2 separate regions of the Sus scrofa genome follow, and region 2 is linked to region 1. The links are chromatin contacts, called in public HiChIP or PLAC-seq maps. All regions are on one chromosome and are shown on one strand. The core of a region is the stretch at or near the end of the contact, and the rest is flanking DNA. Distances in the headings are between cores, read along the strand shown.

Region 1 (3,270 bases), core at 200-2,699:
TATTGACCAGGATTTTCATCAACTCCCTCATGTAAGGCAGAGGCAGACTTTCCTAGTGCCCAGCAGTGACCAATTCTTTCCCTCCAGGCTCATGAAAGGTTACATTTCCCAACTAATTTTCAGTTAGGTAGGATCATATGTTTTTCTGGCCAAAGGAACATAAACAGAAGTGCCATGTGTTACTTTCTAGACCAAAGTGTAAAAGAATGGGTCTGAAATTTTCACTCTCTTCCCCCTTGCTGAGGCAACTGATGACTTTCAAATGGTGAAGTCTCCAGCAACCTGAATCCTTGACTGAGGAAATAAACAAAAGCCCCTGCACTACCCATTGAAGGATGTGCAGGGTGCCTGAACTGATAACTTTTTAAAAATATTAAGACCCTTTGTCTGACTTTTCTATTGCATCGATAACAAATTACCTCAAACTAAGTGTCTTAAAGCAATACAAATTTATTATCTTACACTTCCAGAGGTCAGCAGTCCTAAAATCACAGTTTTGTCAAGGCTGCATTCCTACTAGAGGCTTTTGGGGAAAATATGTGTCCTTGTCTTTTCGAGATTCTAGAAGGTGCCTACATTCCTTGCCTTGTGGGTCCTTCATCTTCAAAGTTATCAGCATGGCATCTTCAAATCCGTCTCTGTTTCTGTCTGTCTCTCTCTCTCTTTTTATCTCTCTCTTTTCTGTTTCCATCTTCCCATTCTCTTCTTTGACTCTGAGCCTCCTGCCTTCACTTATTTTAAGGAACCCTTGTGAATACATTAGTCCCATCCAGATAATCCTGTGTAATTTCACTATCTCAAAAATTTTAACTCAATCTGCAAAATCTCTTTTGCATACAAGGCCACATTTACAGGTTCTGGGGATTAGAATATGGATATCATTGGGGACACGTAACTTACCATATCCTTGGATTTAGGGGTTTATGTGTTACTACAGAATAACCTAGTATATACTGAGTAATGAAGAAGCTACTGGAAGCTAATAGCAGAACATCATTGTTCATTAACATGGGGGTTTGAGGATCTTAAATGAGCTACTTAGCAGGTTCAACTAGTCTCAACTTTATAAGGTTATAAACTATAAAAATTGTTGTGCTGGGAGTGAGGCAGAAATCAAAAGATGAACCATTAAGCCTAGTAGTAACAGGAAGTGGCATGTGTCAATGGCATCGCAACATCCCAAGAAGCCACATCAATTAGGTATCTAATGTGTGACCTGTCACATAAACCAGTCCAGCCACAAGCCCCTTGTGCTCCCGCTATTGATTGTGGCTCAGATAGTTGGAATTAAAAAGAGTCTCAAGCACACAGAGCTCTGCTGGTTCTGTCATGGAGAGATTGAACTGTGGCTTTTTCTCAAGGAATTCCCCTTATAGTGATGATCATGCTTGCCCTGTGACCTTGAACTATGAGTATATTTGTTTCATAATCAACCCTCTCTGAATCATGGGAAGGGGTTCCCAGGAGTCAGAGAAATCAGAAATAGCAACTCTTCTGTGCATCCCAGTGAACACATGTGATTCTGGGGCTTTATCCAAGTTGGTTTTTAGCAACATCTACTCTCTTTGGAGAAAATACTCTAAGTCACTTTCTTACACATTTCTCTATCAATTATGGTCACCTCAGGTCATAGGTATCTCTACCTGCCCTGAATTCTTAGCATATTGTCCACTCTCAGACTCTGTCCAAGGGCTTGGGATTTTTTTTTTTTTTAACTGTGTTGTGTCCTTAGGGCAAGTGGTGTGACTTATTTTGCTTAAATCTTATTTTGTCTTAATTTGTCTTATTTAAGACTTATTTTGTCTTAAATCTTCTTTGGCGTATAGGGCTGAACACAGAATAGATGCTCAATAAATAACTGATAATTAAAAAACATGATGGAGGATAATGTGAAAAAAGAATGTACATTTATGTATAACTGGGTCACTTTGCTGTCAGCATACATTGATAGAACATTGTAAATCAACTATAATAGAAAATTTAAAATAATAAAAAAACCAAATTGCAGAACTTGCTTATGAAAGATATGTACAAAATGCATAAAACTGATAATTATGTCTTATTCTCAAGTTTCTGGTTTCTAGATTTTCCAGACAAGGTAAACATCGAATAACTGCAAAATAAGATTTTCCTATTTGGGTATTTTTATATTACACTCTACTTATTGTATAACTTCACCTGAAGGAATTATAACAAAATACGTACATTATCTCTAATGAGTAAGAGTATATTTCTAAAGATGAATTATAGAAATAACCACATTTTATTTATTTGGTTTTTTTCCTGTCTGGACAAAAAAAGCTTTTTAATCTGCAGATAAATGTAATGCTCAGCTACCATTATATAATTTTTATCAAGTGAAATCTTATGATAGGAAGGCACTCATTAAAAAAAAAATCCTGATTTTTTATGCAGTAGTTACAGTTCAAGATACAAGCAGATCAGGACAGATGATTAGGGTATACGCAGCAAGACTGCAAATGAAGTTTTGTGGGTTTAGACAATGTCTCATATAAGAAAGGAAGCTGATAAGTATGAGACTTGTCCTAAATTTTTATCGCTTTAACTCCAGAAGATCATACATTCAACCATTCACATATTAATTCCTCCATTTATTCTTTCGAAATTTCTTCAGGACCCATTAAGAAAATACTGTAATTCATTTATAAGGACATAAGCTTTGGAGACTGACTGACATCTAAGTATTAACCTTGGCTTAACAACTTACCAAATGTATCCAGTTGGGCAGAGGTGGCCCTCTGACCCTTAGTTTTGTCACTTATTAGCATGATAATAGTCTACACTTAAGGATCTTTGTGAAAATTAAAGATAATATATATCAAACACTTTGTAAATGATAACCAGTCAACTGATAATAACCTATGATTGTTATATGCCAGAAATAAAGATGCGCAGATGAAAACTGCATAACTCCTATCTTCAAATAATTAAAGAGGGAGCAAATAACCACAGAATAGAGATATGAGCAAGCTGTGGATCAGGTAGAAGAAAGGGATTTAGTCTTTAGGAAGACCATAGAGGAGTTCACATGATAGGTGACATTTGAGATGGTTTAGAAAAGTGAGTCATATATTTGAGGCAGAAGACATAGGAGCAATATGTGTAGGTACAAGTATGAGAGAGCAGGGAACATACAAGAAAATTCAAATAATTGGATTTCTCTAGAGCACAGGGCTTTCCAAAACGTATTCTGCTTCACTCTCTTTCTCTTTCAAGATTTGAGTATAGTATCATTTTGCCTATGAGTCT
Region 2 (3,270 bases), core at 402-2,901, 610 kb before region 1:
GAGGCAAGAATATTTAAATGCAATGCAAAACTTTATCAGAATGTCAGGAACCATGTTGTAAAAATCCTTTGGTATTCACACACCTTTCTGTATCTCTCAATTCCTAGAACTACACTCAGAACTCTTCCCATCCTCAATTCAGGTGTGGGCTCCAGGATTATTTTTTCACTCCTCTCTTGCCTTCTTAGATGTGTTCTTTCTCTCCATTATCTTTTCTCTCCCTTCATTCTGTTTCTAGTTATTTCTAATTCTTAATTATTTTGATCCATTATCACTATGGACATAGCAGATGGTTCTTAAGTATTTCTTGTGAAGGGGAGGAAGACATGCTGCAAATACTCATACATAAATCATTTTATCTTTGTTAAACAGGAGAAATGTGATTAGAGACTATTATCTCACAGTAGTCATAGGGATAGGCGGGGGGATGAATGTGAAAGTAGTATTGGAAGTAGAGTGAGAGAAATTGGGTCTCAGGTGTGGAATGAAAGAAGTAGGATTCTGAGGCGGAAAAAGTGGAGCTTGTCTAGAAATACTCTCCATATTTCTAGCTAGGATATGGGATCATTGTTGGGGTACTTTTGATTAAGCAAGAGATGCCATAGAAGAGAAGAGTTAGAAGATACATAGTAAATTCAGCTTTGTAAAGGCTGATTTTAAAAGTGTTTCAGGTTACCCATGAGGGCTTTCCAGGGACAAATGGAGAAATGAGGCTGTGCCTTTGAAGAAGAATACACTTGTAATTCATCATCTTAAAGGTGATAGTTCAACTAGAGAATAGGGTTCAGAGGCCTGAGGGAAAATGCAAGATGAAGAATAAGATAGAAGAGTTTTCCAAAAGTCTACAAAAGTTGGACCAGAGAAGTAGGTGGGGGAAAAAGCAGGTGAAGGGGGAAAATGCTTCATATTGAAAGTGCCAAACATTACAGAGAAGTTGAGAACCATACGCGCTAAGAATTGGAAGTAGCAAAAGTAGGCTTAATAATTGTCCAATGCATTTGACCCCATGAAAAAGCCATTTCAGTGGCGATGAAGACTGCAGGCTGATTAGTAACAGGGGTATTAACTACTCTTTCAATACTTTTGCCTGTGAGGAAAGAATTTGAGTTGCAATGGGAATCCAGAAGTAGGCAGATCTTGGGTCTTAGTAAAAGGGGCTGTGTGATGAGGAGGCTTTTTCCAAGAGGGTGAAAAGGGGAGTCATCCTAAGGGAGCACCACGTTTAAGGTTAGGTTGAGGGGGACCTGGGTGAAATGCTTGAATGAAAAGGGACATTTATTTACAGTAGCATATGGATTCCATAGGGCACTGAGGAAAGAAGTTACTATGATTCTCCAGCCATATGTGCCAGGAACTGTGCAGTGGTGAGGAAAGAAGGCATTGTTCCTGCCTCCAAGAAGCTAATGGCCCAGTAGCGATACTCATCTAGTTAACAAAATATTTAACAAGAGCCTACTATATGCTAGGAGACACTGTTCCAGGCACTGAAAATACAGTGGAGGGCACAAAACAAAGTCTAGGCCCTCAGAGAGACTGTAATCCAGTAGAGGCAGACATGCAAACAAATTCTTTCACCATTTAGAGAGCTGTGATAGCTGCCTTGCCCCATAGAATTACGTTCCTCTGGTTTTTCTTCTATTAAGCAACAATGGAAAGACTTGTCAATTCTACGGGGCAAGGCAGCTAGGAGGAAGCAGGTGAAGATTCTCCTTTGCAAAGCAGGGGATAATGACTGAGATGAGTCTTGAAAGATGAATGGGTATTCACCACATGGACTGTGCAGGGAGAAGGCAGGAGAGGTGGAGGGAGCCATGTGAGCAAAGGCCAGGAGTTTGACAGGAAAATGGAATGAGGATGGCAAGATGACTCATAGCAGAGGAACAAAGAGTAGGGTGGGGACCAGGATGTGAGAGGACAGAGGACTGTTGGAGCGTGCATTTTGGGTGGAGGCCAAAGGTGGCAGGAATGAAAAGCTTTGAGGGATTAAGTGGTCCCAAGGTTCTGAAAGACTCTGGCTTAGAGTGCTGTTCACTCTGGCACAGAGAGAGTCAGGACTGGTGCTACTGTCAGCGGCCCAGCCTGGTCAGCAGGCTTGGTCAGGTTTCCAAAATGGAAAAGTGCTCTGTGCTTCTGTGAAGCTCGGCCTCGCCAGGCTGGAAGAATGGCGGTGATGTGGCATCTTAGGCAGGATGGGAGCATGTGGAAAGTGAAAGATTCCATGAGGTCTCCTGGCTGCACAGTTATGTAGAGGCATCCAGACAGATATTCTCACAGGGCCTCTGGCTGGCCACGGGAACACAGGAAACAAACGGAGTCTTATTTCTCTGTGAGGTCCAGTTCTTGCCCCAAAGGAAGGGAATCAGAATCAAGGAGCCTTAGGTCCTTGTCAGCACTGACATTCTAAGAATCTACTTGTGAGCAAAACCTCTTGAGGTAAAGTGTGCACTCATTTTTTTGTAATCTGACTTTGGAACAACTCTTTTCTCCCACACAAAACAACACGACTTTTTAGTAAAGGAGTCAACACATAATAGAAGTGCAGTCAATATGCGATCAGTTGAATCATTTCATACTCGTGGGAAATTTTTATTTTTCACGTTAAAAAGTAATTGGTTGTTCTAAGTGAGCTCTGGGTGCAAATAATACAAACCGAATTTGTGTTATCATTTTGCGCTCTTGATGTTTCACATTGGTTGCCTAAGGACAAATGCTTCCAAGCTCCTATTTCTTTCTGGTTTTTCAGCTAGTAAATCGGCATGCAAATTAACCTACACCTAAAGATCTGGATTCTGAAGGCAGGAGGGCTGGGGATAAATAAATATTTTTATAAAGTTTTTTAAATTTAAGAATATGTACTATCTTGAAATCTATCATTATTTTGTTCAAATCAGTATTGGTGTAGCCATGGAAACTTGGGAGATGAAGGTAAACATCAGTCAAATGAAATAGTTTGAATTTATCTGCACTTGTGCCGGGAATCTCTGAGTCTTGGAAGACTGTCTTCCGGCCATTTTCTCATCTTTATAATAAGTTTTAACTGATTTTCTCCTTCTATGGTTCCAGCATTCCTTTGACCCAGTCTGATTCCCCTTTTATTAATGTTTACCCTCATTCCTACTGTGAGTCTGCTATGATTTCCTTCATATGTTTTTCAGTCCTTTGCAGATAAGACCCATGGTGACCCCAAATGAACTCAAACCCTGACTCATGGAGGCTCCTTGGACACTCCTCTCTTAGAGAAAACTCGGCTCCTGCTCCTTGATTGCCCTG

Evidence for each region. HiChIP or PLAC-seq counts read pairs in DNA pulled down with a chosen protein or histone mark.
Region 2: an H3K27ac HiChIP or PLAC-seq map of alveolar macrophages shows a contact between it and region 1. The contact joins two enhancer-like sites. A contact is called at or near these places in 2 of 47 Hi-C or Micro-C datasets (embryonic fibroblasts and fetal heart ventricle) and 2 of 2 datasets of contacts at active chromatin or transcription factors (alveolar macrophages and skeletal muscle).

The regions. Positions count from the first base shown.
Region 1 is chr13:179,726,645-179,729,914 of Sscrofa11.1, reverse strand. No RefSeq gene overlaps it. Among named protein-coding and RNA genes, the nearest start is that of NRIP1, 190 kb to the left of the region's middle. Within about 2 kb of position 1,449, at least 1 of the 83 cell types and tissues checked has an H3K27ac peak or open chromatin away from gene starts, as enhancers often do. A contact at or near this core is called in alveolar macrophages, where this site is marked.
Region 2 is chr13:180,333,367-180,336,636 of Sscrofa11.1, reverse strand. All of the region lies in intron 3 of LOC106505836 (a long non-coding RNA gene), which reads right to left. Among named protein-coding and RNA genes, the nearest start is that of USP25, 240 kb to the left of the region's middle. Within about 2 kb of position 1,651, at least 3 of the 83 cell types and tissues checked have an H3K27ac peak or open chromatin away from gene starts, as enhancers often do. A contact at or near this core is called in alveolar macrophages, where this site is marked.